2 separate regions of the Anas platyrhynchos genome follow, and region 2 is linked to region 1. Evidence: chromatin contacts called from public Hi-C data. All regions are on one chromosome and are shown on one strand. Each heading gives the region's core, a stretch centred on a gene start, on an enhancer-like site or on the middle of the called end of the contact. The rest is flanking DNA. Distances are from core to core; before and after follow the strand shown.

Region 1 (4,066 bases), core at 1,407-3,906:
CCTTTTCTGAACCCACTACATCACTCCCAGCATCTGCCTAACAAGCCTGCAGTTGGCAGGACTCAGGCTGAGCAAACATCCCTCAATTGGTGAAAAGCATTCTCTGGAAATATCTTGCGATTTAAATCTTATCACCCTGCTCTACGTAGAAAGGACATTCATTAGCCCTCAGAGCAAAAAAAAAAAAAAAAAAAAAAAGGCAGTATTTTCCCACTGCAGAAAAAACCCAACCCCTATCCTGTGTCCTCCTGCCCAGTCACCAGCCCTTGCTTGTACCATGCACCTGGAGATTTGCAGTGAACAAATAACTCAGTTGATCTGCTCATTGATAGAAGGGATTTCAGCAGGGACTTCCTTGTTTGATTTTTATTAGCAAATACAACAACGTTTTTACCCAGCTCCTGCAGAGAACTGCCCCTTTCCGTCAGTAACATCCATACCTGTTGTGACCATCGCCAGATGGCCAGCTGAGGACTAGCATTAATTCACACCCTACTCGGGCAAACACAATTTCTAGGGTAGCATTAAGATGTCCAGACTACTCAAGGTAGATTTCTATGTGCAGTAGTGATCTGCCGGGCTGTCTAATTGTCTAACAGCAAAGATAAGACCCACAAAACCCATCGTGCACCCTAGGGGCATAGGGAAAGAAGGCCCTTGATGATCTGGGCTACAGATGGCAGTGTGTCTGGGTGCTGCATGCAATGGGAGTGCCTTTTCCTCTACAAGGAGGTGCTGCAGCATCTGGCTGGCTGGTGGTAGCATGGGGTGGGTAGGGATGGGGAAGAGATGGCCCCTGGCTGGATCAGGAGCTCCAGGGGGAGTGGGCTGTGGGGCTGTCCCACCTCCTTCCTCTAGTAAAGGCCTCGTTTGGTGATTTCCACTGAAGAAATGGTGATATCGTTGAGAATCTGCAGCTTGGTGATGGATGAGAGCTGTTTTTGCCGATGCTTGTACTGCAAGATTTTGTGTTCATCAATGAAAATGTGGAAATAATCGTGGTCGGAGTAGATTTCCACCTGCAAGAGAGACTGTGTTAGGCTCACTGGGTGGACACATGTCCTCACCAGGCTTGCTGTCATGAGCACTCACGTGAGGGCAAGTGCTTCTAAGATATACTGCAAATCCTCCCCAAAATGACATGTGGACAGGACACATTTTTGTTGTGTAAAAGGAAGGAATAGCTGAATTCTTTGTTTTCTGACAGCAGAAACTGTTGATAACGCAAAGCTTAAATTGGTGACAACTGCAGCATCCAGGGATTATTGCTGGAGCTGTGCATGCCTGTGCTAGAGCTGGGTATAAGTCAGCAGCAAAATCAGGGGACAGAGCCGGAGAGGGCACATTACTGGGTATGGGGCTGGCTAGCTCCCTGAGGAAGACCCTGGTATTTTCTGTGTCCCTTTGTCCCACCCATGGACATCTGTGGTGTGATGCAGGGCTACCTGGAAGGGCTCCTTTGCTTCGAAGGGGAAGGTGCTGTTAACCTCTTCCCTCCCCCAGTGGTTGGCCAGGAAGGAGTTGCAGACAATCCTGGAGCTGGCGAAGCGGGGGTTAAAGTGGAAAGCAATTTGGTCTCCAGGATAACTGAGGAAATTAATTTCAAACCTAAAAGAGAAAGAGATGATGGGGAGCCGTGGAGCGGCACCACTGGATCCTGAGAGCCGGGGGAGCTGCAAGCAGCTCGTGGCCTTACATGCTTGTGCTGGAGCTGGTTTCGCCCTTGACCACGACGCTCCAGCCGGGACACATCCCCTCAGGGTACAGGGCCTCGAACTGCCAGCAAGGAGGTGATGGTGAGGCACGGCACAGCGGGGAGCTGAGTGTCACCAGCTCGTCCCCAGACACTTCTCCATCTTTATCACCCTCTTCCCTTTTCTCCCCATTCCCATATAGACATGCTCTCAATCCCTTGCTCTTTTTTGACTCCTAAATAAGCTCAGGGACTTGCATTATATATATATTATATATAGTGTGTGTATATATATATAAAAATATACATATATATAGTGTGTGTGTGTGTATATATATATATATAGTATTTCTGCTCCCTGATTCCATCCAGGTCTCTATAAAAGACCTCGGGCAGCAAATCCCACCCAGCACAAAGACACCCTGCTTCTTCTCCCCTCCTGGACAATGCAAAATCTGAAGCAAGCTAAGCAGAGAACTTGGTGGTGCTCTGAAAAAACAAGGACTGATAAAGGAATGAGAGTAACGTGGCACCCAGCCCGTCCCCATCCAGCAGTAGGCAGAGGACCCTTCCCGAGAGCTCCTGCCTGTTCCTGTTCCACCTGCTCCCCCCATCTCCAAGGTTAAACTTGTACAGAACGAGCTGGAAAATGTTCCTTTTTGAATAATTCATAGTTTTATTAAATAACTCATTTTAATAAGAAGTGCTTGCCATTTCACCCCGCACTTTTTAGCACTTTAATGATTTTGCACTTCTGAGCATCTCCCTTTCCCAAACTCACTGCTTGTGCTCGGAAAATCTCTCCAGCTCTGGCATTCCTACTGCCAGCTCCGTGCCTGGCTCCTGGTCCCTATAGCTCAGCGCTCCTGCACCCCTTGCCTTTCTCTGCCACAGTTTCCCATTTCCAATGCATTTTGGGGATGTGCAGGTTAAGCACATCCCCGGCACTTACCCGCAGTGCCATCCTGCTCGCTTGCCCCTTGCTGCAGATGTGGGTGTGTGGTCGGGGGGGTTTATATAGGGGCGGGTGGCCGGGAGCCCTGTGCACAGGGATTAGCAGAGGCAGCATCCCCAGGTCGCCTTTTCAGTGCAGGCTGTTGGATGGTGCTGGGGAGCAGCAAATCCTGCTCCCCCCGGTGGGGTCAGCCTGCTGAGGCGTGCAGGGATAATCCAGCCCTGCACAAAGGCAGCAGGGCGAGCTGGAGCCGTGACACGATGGAAGCAGCATGGGACAGTGATGGGGTGGATGTGCTGGGAGCACAAAGGGAGGATGGGGGCTCCCGAAGCTGGAGGAGATGCCAGAAGACCTGTCTGCTGCAAAGTCCATAGAGTCTGTTTTCTCTTTGCTCTTTTCATTTTCTCTCTGCATTTTTGCTCCCTCAGAGCCCCAGCCTGAAACGAGCTGACAGCAGCTCTGTCCCAGCCGATGCGGGGCCAGCAGGTTTGGGATGCCACCGCGCTGAGCTCAGTGTGATTCCCTTCCTGGCTGGAAACAAAGCAGGGATTTGGGAGCCGGGCGAGGGAGCTTTTGTCAGAAATATGCTGTCATGGAAAGGCGCCAAGAAATAGGTAGTGATGAAATGAATTTTGCTCTTCACTGGTGATGGGAGGTTTTTTCATTAGTGTGTGTAATAATGTACAGCTGGGCAAAGTTGAGCCAGGAAAAGGGATTTTCACACACCCCTACTCCACTCCCCCATTTTCAGAGGGTGAATGCATGAAAGGCCCATGCTGGCCCATCCCTGCATGGATGGGAGGCTGCAGCACTCCCCGGATGGTCCTACAGAAATTCCTGGCTTTTGTGGCTGAAAAACCCCTCGCTCTTTGTCCGTAGTGCTAATGGTATTGAACGTGTTTGTTTTATTTCCAGCAGATAAGCAGAATGAGAGCTGCTGTCCCAGGCTCTAGTGTCCCTTGGCAGATGACTGAAAACGCAATCTAGCAGGCATGTAATCCAACAGCCTCTCCGGGGGCTGAAACAAAAAAAAAAAAAACTAATCCCAGGCTGGGATTTGCCCAGTTGGACTCCTACAAAACGGCAGTGCTTGCGGTGAGAAAAGGTTGTGTCAGGGAGCACCAGAGCAGGGCTCCGTGCTACAGATGGCAGCATCGGGACGTGCAAGGCAGCCGTGGAGGTGCTGAGCTGGTGGTGGGGATACACGGCCATCCCTCCTCGGGCTGCTGCAGGGTGCTGCACGTTGGCATCTCATCTGCCCGGCCGTATGTATCCCCTGCTTGTGGTCTGAGCTCAAAGATGTGGTTTTGCTCCCCAGGTCCTCCTCTTCTGCTTGTTTCTGCTGCCAGCCAGGCTAAGGGCTGTGCAGAGAGGGAGAAACAGCTCTTTGGGGTGCTTCCTCCCCATGGCAGTGGCCA
Region 2 (3,839 bases), core at 268-2,767, 180 kb after region 1:
TTATCTGCAGAATGCCATTAATAAAACTCACCATTTCTGCATCTGATTCACAGGTTATCACGGACAGGCTGTCATCTCCCTGGGAAATAAACACAAACGGCAATGTTTGCTACTCTCCAAATAAGTGGTTATAATGCATGTCCAGAAAACTTTATTTTCTGTTACTGTCACGACAGAATTTGAGTACAACAAATTCAAATGGGAAATGAGTTGCTACTTTTACAAAACACAGTATCATTTGCTCTAACACAAACATTCACTGTGATTCCTCCCTTGCTAAGCTATGGGAAGGAACATTTAATAAACTAGACTGGAGAAATAACTTGACTGAGAAAAAGACACAGCTAACGAATGAAAAAGAAACGTTTAATTTCCCCTCGTATTAAGCTGACAAATTTCTCTGCTTCTCAAACGTGAGCGTATCCATAGCAGAAAGAAAATTTCCACTTCTCTTTCAAATTATATGGAAGTGGGCTGCCCTCGCAGAAAGAACGTTTTCACTAGCTGCCAACTCCACGGCACTTACAGCTGCAGCACCATTCTTTGGAAAGATGCTGATCTATCTCACTGAGGGGCAGGGAGGGGGTGAAGTATTTTTTTTAGAACCCCAGTTAACAGAAAAGGAGATGGGATTGACAACACCAGAGCAGATACAACGGCATTTGGTGCTGGCTGCGAGCAAGCACGCACGCGTCTCACGCGCCATGCCGTCTAGTTTTTAATTTCCTGAGGCAATGTTCCCCGCAGCACACTGAGAGGTTCTTTTTATTTTTAAGGCCTTTTAATCGCTCTGCATGATCTCTCCACATAACTGCACCTATTGCAGGAGGAATCAGATAAAGAACGAGAAGGCACTCGGCCCCTAGAGAACATTCAGCGGGATATAGACATGCCATGACAAAAACACTCCAGTTCAGCAGGATATAAAGGTGCCCTGACAAGAACACCCTTGGAAGCCTTCACAGCCCCTCTTCCCCTGCAGAGCAGGCTCATCCCGGACAGGGAACACGGGGGCTCTGCGCAAAACCCAAAGCTTCCTCCTGGCTGGGGAAGGAGAGGAAGAGGGCCACAAAACCCCTCACGCTAGGGGCCGAAGCCCTTCTCCTGAAGAGACTCCGGGCCTTGCCACGACCCCAGGCCGAGCCGTGGGCCCCGGCAGCCCTCTTCCTCTTCCTCCTCCTCATCCCCCTGCCCCCGCCGTTCCTTACCAGCTGCCCCTCCGCGGCCGCCTCTCCTGCCCCCCGGGCCATGACCGGGGGCGGCCTCAGAGGGGCCGGGGCGGCCGCGGCCTCCCCCTCACGGCACTTCCGGGTGCGCGGTCACCATGGCAACCGCGGGGCGGCCTAGCGGCGCTCCGCCCGTCGTGTGGGCACAACAGGGCCGACCGCAACCCTACGCAGGGTGCCAACGGGTTCCCAACGGGTTCCTCGCCCTCGCCGCGGCTTCGTCGCTGCCGCCTCCGGGCCCCGGGAGCAGCCCGGCGGGCCCCGGCCGTGCCGCGGGCCGCCACCGCCCCCCAGCGGCCCTCAGCGCAGCGGGCCGCCCTTGCACGGCCATCGCGACACTCGCTTTACGGCCAGCGCTGGCAACGCGCGTCTCCATGGTTACGGTCGCCGTGGTTACGGTCTCCCTTGGTGACGGGGCCTGGCGGCCGGGGCCGCGCCGCCATGTCGGCCTGGCAGGCCTGGTTCGTCGCCCGCGCCCGCCGCAGGTTCGCCATGAGCCGCGAGTGCTCCCAGCTCCTGCCCCGCGTCTGCGCCGCCCTGGCTGACCCGCGGCAGCCCGGCTCCGACGACACCTGCCTGGAGAAGCTGCTCGACTGGCTGCGGGACCTGACGGAGCTCGGTGAGGGCCCGCCGGGCTCTTCCCGCCGCCGCCCGCGGGTGGCCGGGGCTCGGCTGAGGGCCAGGAAGCCTCCCCCAGGGGTGCTGCTGGCCTCCAGAACCGCTGCTGGTGCCTGAGGCCTGTACCGGGCTCCAAATAAAGCCCAGCTCCTGTCAGGGGGCTGTGTGGTACAATCATCCCGAGCCTTAGTGCTGTGGGGTTGTGGCACAAGCGCTGGCAGTGATGCTCTTTTCTGTCCCCGCTTGCTCTAGAGCCTACCCTGAACGTGGTGCAGGACAACCCCTGTCTGACAGAGTTCTTCACCTCCGTCCTGGCGCTACCAGAGCCGAGCCCGAGCATCCTCTCCTTCACTCTGCGGCTGGCTGGGTTACTTGCAGCTTCCGAAGATTGTTTCCAGCACTTGCAGGTGAGTCAGGTGCCTCAATTCTGCCTTCTCCTCTACGGAGAACTTGTGAAAATGTACCAATATTATTTCTATTTCAATATTGCATGCACTGAACAAGTCAAGAACAGTGATACTGCTATGAAGACCTACAATCAAGTTATCCCTTCAGTTCCCACATAAAGCAGCTGTCATTTTATTGCCATCTTGCACCAAACAGCGCTATCAATGTTGATACGTAGTACTTAGTTTCAGTGCAAAACAGTACACGGAATAACAGTATCTCTAACAGTAATTGCAAAATATCCCATATACCCAGACAGATCCTTTAGATTTAAACTGCAATAACAGATGTAGTCTTCAGGTTGAAAGGAAATCTTTGATTTCCTGCAGAAACGTGGGAACTCTGCAAAGCCTAATTTTTAACAGCAGGGTACATTTGTAGAACAAACTGGAGAATCTGAAAGGCTTTCTCCAGGGAGGAGATACATGTAACATAAAGCAGACTAATGGAATTTGTGTGTATGCAGTTTTTCCCCGGAATCTTAAGAAACAAACAATTAAGCACTTACAGTGTTTAGTCTATAAAAGACAGAGATGTTGCATTTAAGCATAAGATATGAAAGCGTGTTAGTGACTTGGATGACAGAGCAACCTCTCTGCACCCCTCAAATCCCTTTGCTTGCTGTTTACTGTGTGCATTCTCTGTCCTCAGCAGGAGAACCTGTTGTTCAGGCTCTTTGGCACAGGTGGGACGCTGAACAGGGCAGTGTGGGAAGATGCATCTGTGCGAAGTGGCTGGGTGGAGGGCGTGCACAGCATGATGCACCACCAGCCTGCCCTCCACTTCCTCTGCAACAGTGGTGAGTACTCCCAGGACTGGTAACTCCCCAAATTCCCTCTGTCCCTTCCATTCCAGACTGTTGCTCAGGTGTTGATTGAGAGAGAGAGAGAGGAGTTTACATTATGTAAGGTAAAAAGCCATTTATCAAAAATTCTGAAGTCATTGAAAGAGAGTTGTTTTTTTATTAAATTGGTTATGTATTTAATTTTTTTTCAACAGTGAAGATGGTGCCCCTTATGGAGGGAGGAGAGGTCGATCTTATGAAACAGAGGCTAAGAATAGCTTATTAAAAACCTTTTGTATTTTTATTTACAATTCATACCAAATTATGTTTTGGTACATTTTGGTGTAATTTTAGAGCAGAAAAACTTGGGACTCATTTCTTAATGCTTACATTTGCAGTCCCATTGTCCTTATACAGCTATTTAATTTCTTCTGCTAACAGCTTTAGATTCCCTCTATAAAGGGGTCTAGAAGACTGAATTGGTGTTAACTGTGCAGCATGTAGTCCTGGCTATATGATGGTTAAGTGGTACTGCTGCTGCAATTCCCTTTTTTTTTCTTTACTGGCTGTGTCTGCAGATGGTACAAATTCCTTCCATAAATACACTGTCGACTCTCCTAAGATTGCTAACGTTATACAGAAGTCTTCTTCTGTTCCAGAGTTACAAACACACCTGAGGATCTAAAAAAATCTCTGCTTTCTTTTGTTTGCTTGTACTTAAGGACTGGATAACTTTAAAAAGGCATTAGAGACTACAAAATAAA

Evidence for each region. Hi-C and Micro-C count contacts between places; a contact is called where the count stands out from the background.
Region 2: a Hi-C map of subcutaneous adipose tissue shows a contact between it and region 1, with 2.3 times the contacts expected there. The contact joins the promoter of BRAT1 here to the promoter of GRIFIN in region 1. A contact is called at or near these places in 2 of 8 Hi-C or Micro-C datasets (skeletal muscle and subcutaneous adipose tissue).

The regions. Positions count from the first base shown.
Region 1 is chr15:15,255,776-15,259,841 of IASCAAS_PekinDuck_T2T, forward strand. GRIFIN (galectin-related inter-fiber protein) reads right to left here and starts at 2,657. Exons shown (of 4, transcript XM_027469470.3): 1 at 2,646-2,657; 2 at 1,697-1,776; 3 at 1,446-1,608; 4 at 711-1,019. The coding sequence starts at 2,657. The coding sequence ends at 855.
Region 2 is chr15:15,435,274-15,439,112 of IASCAAS_PekinDuck_T2T, forward strand. It overlaps BRAT1 (BRCA1 associated ATM activator 1), which reads left to right and starts at 1,518. Exons shown (of 13, transcript XM_038186857.2): 1 at 1,518-1,845; 2 at 2,097-2,251; 3 at 2,946-3,090. The coding sequence starts at 1,668. IQCE (IQ motif containing E) reads right to left here and starts at 1,473. Exons shown (of 21, transcript XM_027468988.3): 1 at 1,209-1,473; 2 at 32-79. The coding sequence starts at 1,250.